Linked DNA regions of Bos taurus: region 1 is linked to region 2. The links are chromatin contacts, called in public Hi-C maps. All regions are on one chromosome and are shown on one strand. Each heading gives the region's core, a stretch centred on a gene start, on an enhancer-like site or on the middle of the called end of the contact. The rest is flanking DNA. Distances are from core to core; before and after follow the strand shown.

The links. Hi-C and Micro-C count contacts between places; a contact is called where the count stands out from the background.
Region 1: a Hi-C map of liver shows a contact between it and region 2, with 11 times the contacts expected there. The contact joins two enhancer-like sites. A contact is called at or near these places in 7 of 11 Hi-C or Micro-C datasets (blastocyst, blood, liver and 3 more).

The regions. Positions count from the first base shown.
Region 1 is chr7:53,944,265-53,951,446 of ARS-UCD2.0, reverse strand. ARHGAP26 (Rho GTPase activating protein 26) reads right to left here. Exons shown (of 23, transcript NM_001205522.1): 4 at 5,860-5,931; 5 at 474-575. Among named protein-coding and RNA genes, the nearest start is that of ARHGAP26, 140 kb to the right of the region's middle. Within about 2 kb of position 2,651, at least 26 of the 102 cell types and tissues checked have an H3K27ac peak or open chromatin away from gene starts, as enhancers often do. A contact at or near this core is called in liver, where this site is marked.
Region 2 is chr7:53,748,788-53,755,464 of ARS-UCD2.0, reverse strand. No RefSeq gene overlaps it. Among named protein-coding and RNA genes, the nearest start is that of FGF1, 23 kb to the right of the region's middle. Within about 2 kb of position 5,179, at least 15 of the 102 cell types and tissues checked have an H3K27ac peak or open chromatin away from gene starts, as enhancers often do. A contact at or near this core is called in liver, where this site is marked.

The DNA of each region.
Region 1 (7,182 bases), core at 1,402-3,901, 200 kb before region 2:
AAAAAAAGACTAATGTCAAGTAGTGGTTGGATTTTTTTTTTTTTTTTTCCATTTCACATTAAGGAAGGATGACCAAAGAAAGGGTTTCAGATACTAACATTACAAATCAGTGATGTAAGGAGAAAGTCAAAAGGCAAGGTAAGGGCATACAGAATCAAAGTCAAGGGTGAGAGAAACAGGAAAACAGATCTCAGTTTGAAAGGAGGAAGCACAGTCTAGTGATTAGGGTGATCTTGACCAGCTGCATGTTCCTTGCCATGGGCAGGATGGACAGCACACAGTGTGAACTGCAGCTTGAGAAGGGACAAAGGCCATGTGGGCAGCAAGCATGGAAGGAGGCATCAGAAGGAAGCTCCTGGCTTCTGAGGTCCCTTGCAACCCTAGGATGTTCCCGCAAAGAGTAACCAGCACATATCCATAGTACCATGGAAACATTAAAACACTTTATTCAGGACACTAGTAAAGTCTCTTACCTCCTGAAGCTGAGACTCTTTCTTCTTGGAAGACAAATTCAAGTGTTTTTCTAAGATGCCACAATACTTCTCTGTCTCCTTGTCATACTTCTTTTTGGCCTCCTGGCAAAAAAAAAAAAGAGGAAAAGAGAAAGAAAAAAGAAAAATAAGATGTTCCAGGAATGAAAGCAACCCGGGTCAGACTCCTTCTGTTCATCTTCACGGGTTCATCATTCCCTTAGACCCAGAAATGTGGCAGACCACCCAGATCCTACTCTTCCAATAATGCCCATGAAACCAAACAACCACACATCAATATACTGACCGTTTTGGGGGTCTACCATAGAGGAGCCACTACAATACCACAAACGAGGCAATGCCAGTATTTCACAGTGGCAGAGTCAGGACTCCGCCTTCTAAAAGCTTCAGTTGTAAGATAGAAATCTCTAGTTTATAACTCACAAGGATGTTCAAAGCCAAAGGAAGAAGAAAAGTTATCTGTAAAGCTAATCCCTGAACAGGAAGGTCTACATACACCTTAAAGGGGACAAGTCTGAACTAATGGTAGATCAAGCGTTAACCATGTTCAAAAAGCACTGTTTAATTTGGAGACCTAAACATCCTTGATGCAATAATAACACATAGGGATCTTCAAGGTAAGGAATAATTCAAAACAAAGAAGATGTTATCTTTCCAGATGTGTTCACTGCAGCAGCATTTATAATAACAAAAAAAAGCAACAGTAACATTGCTGCCTAAGAATAGAATTTGGGATAATTAAAATATGAGGCACTCAATAAACATAACTTAGAAGGCTAGCTAGTCATATGGAGGGATGCTCACAATGTAATGAAAAGTAGTGACAGCATGATACAAACTTGTTGCATCCTACAAAGAATGTGTCTACCTGCACACAAACATTAGGTGGGAAGATACTTCAGTGAAAATACTTGAGATAGGAAATGGGATAATGAGTCATGTTTTCCTCCATTAGGGAGATGTCTATTATCCTATATGGTTGCTTTCAAAATAAAAAATATATATGTAAACATTGTATTACAAGTAATAATCCCTGCTCTCCCAAAGTCACTGAGTTTCTATTCCCTATTTTACAGATAAGAAAACTTAGATACAGGAGGTTAACTTCTGTAAAAAGTTCCAGAGAGTGACAGAGCTGGAGTCTGAGCCCAAAACAAGCTGCTTCTAAGCCCACACCTGGACTTACTGTCATAGGTGGTTTCTCTTCCCTCCACATTTCAGTGGGGATGGCTGGCCAGGGGGCTGGAGGAAGCTCCACCATGGCCTGATAAACAGGATCAAATGCACTAACTGGGTGCATCACTCCTGCTTTTGACTTTTGGGGATTCCACAGGAGATACTTTTCTGCAACTCCAAGGCTGAAAAGAGGAGAAAAAAATCTGTGGCCAGATAAGGAAGCTGAAACCCCTCTTCATTTAATGATGATGTAATGTCCAAACACTCTGTGTAAGGATCCTTCAGGCACTGGAAATATAAGGCAGAAACAGCCCCACCCTCATGGTGGGGGTGTTCAAGCAGAAGGAGAAACACAGTTAACCAGGAAACAAACAGCATTATTTCAGACTGCCGCAGGTCCGTGAGGAAACAGGGTGCAGTCCCAGAGATTCTTGCAGACAGTGTTCTGGGGAGGCCTCCCTGGGGAGGGGAAGTGTGATCAAAGATCTGCTCCTAGTGAGCAGGAGGGGACTGACAAATGCAGATGGCAGAACACCCAGAGCCTAAGCGTGACGGAGACACCAAGAAACCATCACCTGAAGCGCTGACAAGCACCCGTGGCATCAGAACACCATTTATCTGGTCAACACCAAGACTCTAAGCCTCACAAAATGGGCAGAATCATCATTTACCCATTTGAGCTGGCATGTATCCATTTCTACAAATCTGAATTTTGTTTGAAAGTCTTACATACATGAAAAAACATGTAGAAGCAAGTGGAGACAAAGCCAGAGGACACATTAATCCTTCAAACAAGGAAAGGTACAGGCAAGACACTTGACTCAATGCTTTTCCTTCACAGAAATCTAGTGACTTGGAGCTGCGGTTCCAACTCTACTTAATACTCACACCACCCTTTCACCAGCCTTGTCAGCAACCCCCAAAAGGGAACCCTGTGCCAGCACAGTCCAGCTGACCAGAGGTGAGAAGAGGCCTGGGAACATGAGTCATTGACATTCTGTGACTTTCTGGCAACTTGAGCCTCCACATTCCATGCTCAAGAGGACAGCCAGAGCTTAAGGGAACAGGAAGCAGTTCCTGTCCTGAGAAAACAGCAACAAGATCTCTGGGGGCATAACTCCACTTAGATTGAGATAATGTTCTTTAGACAGGAAGGTAGTAAGACTCAGCCACTCAGGTACCAAGGCGATATTCACTGACTTCCAGAGGGTACACAGTAGTTGGCAAAATGGATCCAAGACAGAGTTAGGGTTCTGGTAATGATTCCTAACTCCCTACAAACCACTGTCCCTCCAGGACTCAATTCCCTGATCTATAAATTCAGGATGACTAGACCAGATAATGCCTCCAGTTTTCCCTTTCAGCTCAGAGACTAACAAAAAAAGCCTTAAGAACACCCACCCCATAGTAGGACTGTCAGGACTAAATGAGATAAGCCATGTCCAGTGCTTGGCAGAGCACCTGGAAACTGCTCGATAGAATTCCGTGCTGCTGATGGTGGTGGCAGCCAGGGTAGCGGCAGTGATGATGAGGTCCGGCACCTAAACCTACCTCCTTCTATCAAAACACCACTCGCTTTCCACATCCCACATCCCAGGAAGGAAACCCTTCACAGCACCCACCACAATGTGCGAGATCATATGCTTATTTACACCATTCTGTACCGGGCCTTTCTCCCTGCATGCCACAGGCAAGGCAACTACATCTGCATTCATTCTCCACCAAACAGGAATGTGGAACACAGTGCCAGGCATGCAGCAGGCTTTCATTGTATCTTATGAATGAACTGTGTATATGCAACAGAACAGCTAATACCAAATGACCTTATGACAGCATTCTGAGCACTTCATAGGGGTTCACTGATTTCTTCCTCATAATAACTCTGTAAGGTGAGCACTATCATGATCCCCATTTCTCAGTTTAGGAAAAAGAAGGTCAGTAACCACCCCATGTTTATATGTGAACAGCACAAATGGGATTTGGACTCAAGCAGCCCCACTCTGAAGCCCCCTCTCTTACATCTATTGTAGCTTCACTAGAGAACACAGCTTTGGCTGTAAGAAAAATCATCTCCCCCAAACTCAGGTATCTAAAAGTAAGGCCAGGGCTAAGCCAAGCCCATAGGATCTTCCCTACCCCAAAGCAGCCATATCAGCACAAGATTGCTCCTCATTCATAGCCTTCACTCCCTGCCACCACCCCTAGCACTCTAACTTCTGCTTCTTCAAGTAGCAACAGGTTGTTATAGCAACTGAACTGGCACCAGAGTAGGGAGGAGGATGGGTAATTTTAGCATCACACGGGCAGAGTTTGGAAACTTCCACTTGGCCACTACAGAGAACTTGCTGGCTCTGAGGTATTCCTGAATTTGCTCCCTCAGTGGCCTAGTAGAGGGATTGTTGTTTCTTTGTGTTCTTGCAAATGTACATAATTCTGTGATATACAGGTACAGTGTGGAGGTGGGGATGAGGAACAGGTATATTGAAAAAAAAAAAAGAAAAAACAAAGGGGGAGGTATGGGAAATCATCCCCAGTGTCATCACCTTGTTCTTTGACAAGAATGAGAGAGAAGAATGTGTGTGAGGAGAAACATGTTTTGGTGAGTGGCTCTTTGCTATAAATTTTTTAATTCTTGTGTTTCTCACCATCTATAGCTCTCTGAAAAGTACCTGCTCCTGTCATGACCATCACTGACATCAGCCCAAAAGGAGTGTGCTCAGACTTCCCCTCCTCCTCCATGGTAACCATGGTAATCCCCAAAGCTGAGCCGAGGGAAGAGGCCCGAGTGAGAGGCGTCTGTGCTTGGGAGTTGAAGTGACTACTGGAAAGATGACTCAATACATGGGTCTGCTCTGCCTCTGCCTCAAAGCTCTTTAGGACCCTCCAGAGCCGCTTCCATATTGGCAGGACTGGGAGGCACAGGCCCCAAGGCCACAAAAGAGAAGGTGCTCGTGGGATCTGCACCAGTGAGAACTCAGGGAGGGGCACTGGGCATTTTCCCATCTGTCCCTGGGCCTGTTCAAAGGCCTGGACAAAATCTTAGCAGAATAAGACTTCCTTTAAATTACACATTCCTTAACATATGATGATACAATACCAATGAGCTCCAATTTCTTCATAAATGAAAACTGTAAAATTGGATGAGAAGTGCTGGAAAACTGGAAGAAAAATCTTGGCCGTGGTCCCTCCTTCAAACTAGGGTCATCCATCCCTCTGAATAACGGTGACTGACAAGAATGTCTCTTTCACGCCCTAATCATATTCATTTTCAGAAAGCAGAGGCATTTAGTTGGGGGTGGGAGAGACCACCCCTAGTTACACTTCGGTTCTGTTTTTCCTACCTACAAGCAGGCACCTCTCAAGGCCATTTCACAACTGAGTAAAATCCAGTCTCAACAAGAGGGTGACATTGCCCAAGATCCCCTGCAGGTGGCGCAAGGGGCTGCAAGGCAAAAGGCTCAGTTCATTTAAAAAAAAAAACAAACTGGAAGAAAACCTTGAAAATTCTTTTGCTTTCATTGATTCCAATGAAAACATCTTGCCCATAGGTGGGCTCTAACACTCTACTGAAGGTCAACCTGGCTGGGGCTGTCTAGTGATTTATCACAGGGCGGGAAACCCGGGAGAATCCACCTTTAAAAAAATGAGTAACAGGTTAGAATCCGCCAAGTTTCAGCGACAGTCTTTCCAGGTCAGGGGTAACAAATGCTGACCTCTGGGTTGAAGCAGTCCCACTTTTTGACTTGCACAGCATGCAATATATATTTTTTAATTATGTGCCACCAATTTTTTAAAGCTGGGAAGATTCGCATAAAACTTTGACTTTTCAGTTTCTCTTGAAAAAATGTAAAGATCTAACAACAAAGGGCTCAATTTCACGCACAGCAAAAGTGGGCTAATAAGAGGGTCCTCACATCCACAGGGGCCTATTTGCAACCCCTGTCCTAGGCCTCAGTCCTGACCTCTGCAAGCAATACAATTCCATGGTGTCCAAACACACAGGTTAACTACTCACGCAAAGGAGGCACAGCTTCCACCTCTGGATGATTTATGAACTAGCACAACACAATTAGATACCAGAACACCGCAACGACTGATCTGGGGTTGACCTTTCAGTCTTATTTCAGACACTAGGTGTTGTATTTTCCAGCCCTCCTGTCCCGAAATCCAAGAAGGCCTGCAAAATTCTCACCTTGGCAGCCCCAATCTGCTCCTTTCGAAACTTCTCCAAGGGAGTGATGAGCACTTCACTGGCGTTCTCAATCTGGAGAGGAAAAGCAGAGGTGTGGGGGAGGGGGGACATAGAAGCAGGATCAGTAAAGAAGCAGGGCAGTTCCGGCACAAAAAACTCCCCCACACCTCGGTATAAAATCTGAGTTAGCACGGTGCCTGTGTCACCTCTTTATAACACTTGAACCAACAGCACGCCAAATCAAAATTTAGTCATCGGTTCAAAATACGGTATTCTTCCTATGCATGAGTAAGACAGATTCTTTAAAAATAAAAATGAGAACCTTTAAAAACGTAAGCAACCACACTGAAGGCAGAGCGGAACTGGTGACAGAGTAGGGTCTAAATTTCAAGCTTCAGCTGACATCTTCTTGCAAATGCTCATTCAGCCAAGTTATATTTAAGTAGATATATTCAACCCTAAATCTAAGTTAACCCTCCCTCCAAAAAAAAAAAAAAAACCCACCTTTGGTGACATAAAAACCATCCAAGACTGATTCTATGTAGCCCTCCCTACCAGTTCTGGACTGGGATCAAGACACTCGGGCCTCCTGGCTGCCTTTCAACTTAATCTCCCTGTGCTCACCCCCTCAGGTCCCGCCCTCCAACCACAGAGTCACCTGAAAGTGAAAGTCGCTCAGTCATATCCGACTCTTTGCGACTCTGTGGACTGTACAGTCCATGGAGTTCTCCAGGCCAGAATACTGGAGTGGGTAGCCTTTCCCTTCTCCAGGAGATCGTCCCAACCCAGGGACTGAAACCAGGTGTCTCACATTGCAGATTCTTTACCAGCTGAGCCACAAGGGAAGCCCAAGAATACTGGCGTGCGTAGACGATCCCTTCTCCAGTGGATCTTCCCAACCCAGGAACAGAACTGGGGTCTCCTGCATTACAGGCAGATTGTTTACCAACTGAGCTATCAGGGAAGCCTTGTCACCTGATTGCACCTCAAATGGACCAAACCTTCCCCACTTCCTAAACTCTGCATTTGGTTGTTCTTTTAGACGTTCTGTTTCCAAATTCTTGTGCGGACAACTCATTACTTCTTGCAATTCAGTTTTCAGCTTAAATATCACCTCTTTAGGGAGGCTTTCTCTACTGCCAAAGTAATCCAAAGAAACTTCCCACCACCTCCCCAAGCATTTTCTTCAGAAGATGTAGACTAGCTGAAGCTCTCTGTTTCACCATTACAATATACGCACATACACGCCACTGTCTTATAAATGCTCACTTGTCCACCATCATGCCACTCACAGAAGACTGCTGAAACAAAGGAACACTCAAA
Region 2 (6,677 bases), core at 3,930-6,429:
CCTCTGACTTTACGGGGGGCTGTCCCCCACCACCTCTTTCGGAGAAGGAGTTAACCTAGAGCTCCAGTTAATAATAATTCCTGGGCGTGATAAGAGTGTTTTAACCTACAAACTCCTCTGAAGGTTCTCTAGCCTGCCTGACAGGCTCCTCCGGCCACATGTGATTGCTCACAGCCTCCCAACCGTGAGAGGCACGAGATGCTTTAAACCTTCTAAAAACAGGTTCCTTAGAAAAGTTAGAAAACTATTAGTTTAAGTATAATGGGCTGATTAGAAATTGTATTGGTGAAGGGTTTTTCATTTGTTGAGCCAATGTTTGTTGCTAAGTCTCCACATCCCCTGCCCTTACACACATTAATGAATATATAGAAGAAATAAGTATTAACCTTTGATATTAATCACGTTAGACCTTAGGCTAAGTAAATTCTTTCCTTAACTAAAACCCACTACACCCTCACCCTGTAGGAATGTAACTTTACTTGGGTGGCGTCTGTTTTGAGAATAATCAGCCCTGGAGAAATAAGTGTCCTGATTGACTGACCGCTGTCACAAGGAGAGGGTCGTAAATTGTCAGCAGGCCCCCTTGGCCAGAAGATGATGTAACACCCCTAAGACCTCTGTATACATTTGTGTGAAGCACCTGACTTTAATAAAAGTCAGGACTGCTGTCCCCACGTGACTTTTGTATAACATCTTAGTGTATAAAAACAGACTCTGGAAAATAAAGAATTGGGATCAGTTTCTCGAAATACTGGTCTCCCCATGTCTCTCTCTCCCTCTGGCTGAGTCTCCATCTGGAGCGCGGAACCCACCATGCTTACTAATTTTGCCTGGGCTTCTAAGATCCGACCGGGGAGGCCTCAGTGTCTCCTCTCCTTCGGGAGAACGGAAGGACGCCTGCGGCCTACGTAAGTGGTGCAAGCTTCTTGTCTTGAAGTTTTATTGGTCCCCCGCGTAAACCAAGCTACTCAGCCTCTTTTCTCCACTGAATTTTCCTACTGAGCTATCCTTATTCTATTACTCTTTATATCTCTAATTAATATCTAATTGAAGCTATCGTATCCTGACCCTCGCCGACGCCGTCTCTCCTTCGAATACCCTGGATCAGCCGGGGCTGGTCCCCGGCAGTTCTTCTGTGTATTCTTGCCACCTCTTCTTAATATCTTCTGCTTCTGTTAGGTCCATACCATTTCTGTCCTTTATCGAGCCCATCTTTGCATGAAATGTTCCCTTGGTATCTCTAATTTTCTTGAAGAGATCTCTAGTCTTTCCCATTCTGTTATTTTCCTCTATTTCTTTGCACTGATCGCTGAGGAAGGCTTTCTTATTTCTCCTTGTTATTCTTTGGAACTCTGCATTCAGATGCTTGTATCTTTCCTTTTCTCCTTTGCTTTTTGCTTCTCTTCTTTTCACAGCTATTTGTAAGGCCTCCCCAGACAGCCATTTGGCTTTTTTGCATTTCTTTTCTAAGCCACCTAGTCTGTGGTATTTTATTATGGCAGTCCTAGCCAACTAGCAAAACATCCCTCTGCCACCCATTTTTTATACAGCAGCCCAAGAGATCTTTTAGAATTATATCAGTTCTCTGCTCAACACTCTCATTTGCTGCCCATTTCACTCAGAGTAAGAGTCTCAGTCCTCATGTGGCCTGGAACGTCCCATTCTCCTCCTGCCTACATTACCTCCCAGGGCTGCCGGGCCGCAGCACTCCCCAGGGCGTCCTGCAAGTCTTGCTCCTCCCCCTCACTGTGCTCCAGCCCCACTGACAGCTCAGAAGTTCCTCAGACACACCGCTGTCCTTCCATGGCCTTTGCATACACTGCCCTCTCTGCCCCAGACCTTCTCCCCCCACATCAGCGTGACTCTCTTCCTCACTCTTTAGGTTACCCTCAAACATCATCCTTAAGAGGACCTTCCTAACTGTTCTAACTGGACCTCATTACATAGTTTCGAATCTCTTAGCACTTAGCAGCACCTGATATATTATCATACGTTTCATTGTTTCCTTGGATATTGTTTAGTTCTCTCAACTGGCAAGTAAGCTCCTTGAAGACTGGGGCTTAATTTTGTTCACATGACTCTATCTTCAGTGCCAGCGACAGTGCCCGGCATAGAGAAGTTCAGTAAAGGGTGTGCTGTGCGCTGTGCTTAGTCGCTCAGTCGTGTCCAGCTCTTTGCAACCCCATGGACTGTAGCCTACCAGGCTCCTCGGTCCATAGGGATTCTCCAGGCAAGAATACTGGAGTGGGTTGCCATGCCCTCCTCCAGGGGATCTTTTAACAAAAGAAAGGGTGAAGGAATTAAGGATATTTGAGTCACCTTTAAGACTGATCACTTTTCTTGTTAGAAAGCTCAGAACCCATCTGTGTGCTGTCTTTACTAAGGGTTGCTGCTGCTAAGTCGCACTCAAGCATATATGCAAGAACCTGGTTTTGTCTGTTTCCCATCCTGTTTTCCTTTTGCTTTTATTTCTTTTACTGAGATATACCGTGTGCATTGGCAAGCTGCCTTAGTTTCAGAAATGGCATTGAGTACAACGCAATGAACTTGCGAAGACATTTAAAATATTTCTCCAGTTTCTGGTCTTCTGAGATGGCTGTTTGATCTCTGGCTGCCTTGGGAGTGGGAAAGGACACTGGAGTGGTCCCAGTCCAAATCGCTGGACATGGGGTCCCCTGGTCACAGGAATTTCTGGGGGAATTCTTCTGAAGTTCAGTGAATTCTCCTAGGGACCATCAGCTTCAGCAGAAGAAAAGAGACTCTTTTGAAGGCCTGATGGTCAAAGAGTGCAGAAAAACTGCACTTTGGGATAGAAAAGTGCATCTTCTCAGCTTATGAGATGTCAGGCTAAAGTTGAAAGGAGAGCCCTTAAATCTGCCCACCCCCACAGGGCGCAAGGGCAATTTCTGAGTTAAGTGTCTAGGTGCCAGGAAACATGGGGACAGAGTGAACACTGTCTGGCCGACTGGGTTCCTAGAGAACACCCCTCACTGGCTGTCACACTCATAGGGCTCACACTGACCACAGGGACAGGGAACACAGGGTAAAGGTTCCCCAACCACTGCACAGACACTTGGCCTGTGCCCCTCTGTTCCCTGGGGGTTGGATCTTGCAGGCTAAGACCAGGGACAGTGCTCTGACCTCTGGTATCCAAGTTCCCAATTGCTGTGTTCACACAGTCCTGCCCCCAGCCTGTGGCAGAGGTAAAAGCCACTCCGGTCTGAAAGCAGCAGCAGCTTCTTCTCCCAGAGGAGGCTGCAAACTACCATGAGCCCTTTCATCAAAGAATTGAGTGGTGTTCACACCAGTTAGAATGGCCATCATCAAAGAAGTTCATAAATGATAAGTGCTGGAGACGGTGTGGAGAAAAGGGAACCCTTCTACACTGTTGGTGGGAATGTAAATTGGTAAAACCACTATGGAGAATAGTGTGGAAGTTCCTTAAAAAAACTAAAAATAGGGCTACCATATGGTCCAGCAATCCCACTTCTGGGCATATAACCAGAGAAAGCCATAATCCGCAAAGATACATGCACCCCAACATTCACAGCAGCACTGTTTACAATAGCCAAGACATGGAGGCAACCTAAATGTTCACTGACATAGGAATGGATAAAGATGCTGTGGTACATACACACACTGGAATACTCCTCAGCCATTGAAAATAAAGAATGCCATTTGTAGCAGCAGGGAAGGACCTAGAGTTTACCATATTAAGTGAAGTCAGACAAGACAAATGTATCACTCATGTGTGGACTCTAATTTTTAAAAGTGATACAAATGAACTTATTTACAGACAGAAACAGATTTAACAGATATTGAAAACAACCATATAGTTATCAAAGGGGAAATGAGGGGGTGAGGGATAAATCAGGAACTTGGGATGAATGTACACACTCTATATAAGACAGATAACCAACAAGGATCTACTGTATAGCAAAAGGAACTCTACTGCGTGTTCTGTGGTAACCTATATGAGAAAAGAATCTAAAAAAGAACAAATATATATAACTGAGTCACTTTGCTGTACACCTGACGCTAACACAACGCTGTAAATCAACTATACTCCAATAAAATTAAAAAATAAAAATAAAGTAAAATATAAGACTGCTTCTTTCTTTAAAAAAAATAGAACTGGGTGATGTGGACAGTTTTCTGATGGTTCTCGCATACTCCCCTTCGCCCCCCCCCCACCAAAGCTTTGTCACAGGCCAGGCCAGAAGCTGTGGTGTTTTTCCATCGTAATTTCTTGGCCTTAGACTCAATGTGGCCTCAGATTATATCACTTTTCTTTCTCTGCTTCTTTGTGCTCTGTTGATCAACACTTCCCCTCAGTTGCTGAGGGAAGTCTAGTTGAGTCAGGAAAAAAATTGGGGTCTATTGGACAGAAATTCAAACTGACTGTTGTAAAGCAGTGGCTTCCTGAGTGTCCTGGTACATTAGCATCTTTTATGCAGCAGTTTTCAATGTAAATGTGTTCAAATTGCTGAGAGATCTGTGGTTAAAGTCACCTTTAACCACAGGAAGCCATCGTACCCAGTCTATTTAGTGAGTCTGGGGTGGGAACAAGGAACCTGTACAGATTCTTCAACAAGTACCCAGGAGACAATGTAGGCAGCCTATGGACCACACTGTGAGAAACACCTCCTAAGGACCTGGTTAGTGATCCCAGTGTCTGGGTCTGGCTACTCACCTACCAATCAGAACTTATGGCGCTATGTCTGTTCTTCTCCACAGAGGAATCCAGCTCACTCTAAGTTGGGGCTCCACTGCCACAGGAAGTACTTCGTTCAGAAAAAAGCAGACTTTCATCTTTGAGATCCCTTCCTCGGGTGTTGGGGCACCCAGCACCACCTGAAAACCACGGTACAATACTTGTCAGCATAGAATCTCTGAAGAAAAATTCCGACGTGCCCCAGTCGTTGAGATCTTTAACAAAAATGATTACAGAAATGGAAAGTACGAGTGTAACCATTTTACAGAGCTTTTCTCTCTTTTCCTGGGTCTCGTGGAAATCCCCGGGGTGAAAGCGGCCACTTAGAGTCACCCACCTGACTGGGAGACTGGCCGCTCCACTGTATTCAGGAGCAAGGGAGGCAGTGGCGATAGCTGTATCCGCCCATCATCCGGAGTCAGCGAGGCTGGCACACATCCTGAACAGCTGCATATGAGCACTGGTTGGGCTCTTCCATGGCAGGTGCCAGGTTGTTGCAACTGCCCGGGAGAACATTCTCTGTCAGCAGGGCTAGCCGCACCTGGAGGGAATGATGTAATCTTCAGGAATGCTAGATACGCCTGCATGCAGACAAGCGCACTGGGGAAAATCAGCAGCCTCAGCACCCAATTCAACTGCAGAACTTGTGGTCACACTTGCCTGTCCAGGTGGGATGCTTCTCAGGGAGACCAGATGGCTTCATTTGTAGTTTATGATAAAGCTGAAGTCTCGTGCAAATGAATGTAACTCCCATTTTCCAGTCAAAGACAATGGAACCATGGGGCTAGTCTTAAGCTTAGCTCCTCTCCTAATCTCCCACCTCTAGTGAGTATCACTGGGGCTGCTTAAGCCATTGTTCTCTCTGATTCATTCAACAAACATTTACCAAGCGCCAACTATGATAATCACAACTCACACTGTCTAAGTGATTGCCCTGGGCCAGGCACTGGTCTAGGCTTGGCACGTCCATCTCATGCAATTCTCATCAAACCATATGAGTGAGAGATCCCATTTTACAGATGAGGAAATTGAGGATCAAAGAGGTGACTGTCTAAGATGCCACAAACAATAAGACATAGAGCAGGGACTTCCCAGGTGGTCCAGTGGCTTAGACTCTGAACCCCCATTGCAGGGGGCCTGGGCCTGCTCAGGGAACTAAATCCCACATGTTGCAACTAAAGATTCTACATGCCAAAACAAAGATCGAAGATTCCGAGTGCTGCAACTGAAACCCGGCATGGTCAAATAAACATATAAGTAAATAAATTTTTTTTAATAAAGGAGATACAGAACAGACTCCCAGGCAGTCAGCCCTTCCTGTGTGCCAGGCTGAGCTGAGGCAATGTCCTCTTCATGCCTTTCCATGGATTCACTGATCTGTTCATACTACAAACCTTTATTCTTACGCGGTGTCCCCTCAGCCTATCCACCTTACACACTCTGACACTGGCCCTCCTTCCCATCTATTAGCCCTCCCAGGTAGATTCTCCTCACTTCCCCTGATGCCTTGTCACCACTCTCCTGATCTTCCCTCCACTCTGCGGCTCTCCCACTGTTTGGTCTCTTGAACCCTGGTGTTGTTCAGAGTTCTCTGACACTCAGCCCTACAACCTTTACCTCAGGAAGACACCCCCAACCCACCCCTTCCCCATATTCACAACTCCACAGTGTGATCTCGCTGCATACTGGAGATGCCTTTATCCCAACACGATATCCCATGACAGGTGGCACTTCTAGTTTTCAGAATCCCCTATTAAAATGACTTCATGAAGTTGGACTGGTGTCCACCTCTCTACACGGCACATGATTGGTTTCCAATAAATGTCTGTCAAACTGAGCAGAACTGACTCACATGCTTTATATACCAAGGGTATGAGCAATAGAAAAGGCAGAACTGGCATTTTAATACAAGATGGTAAATATAACCTCATGAATATCACTCATGGTTGGAAGAGAGAAAAAC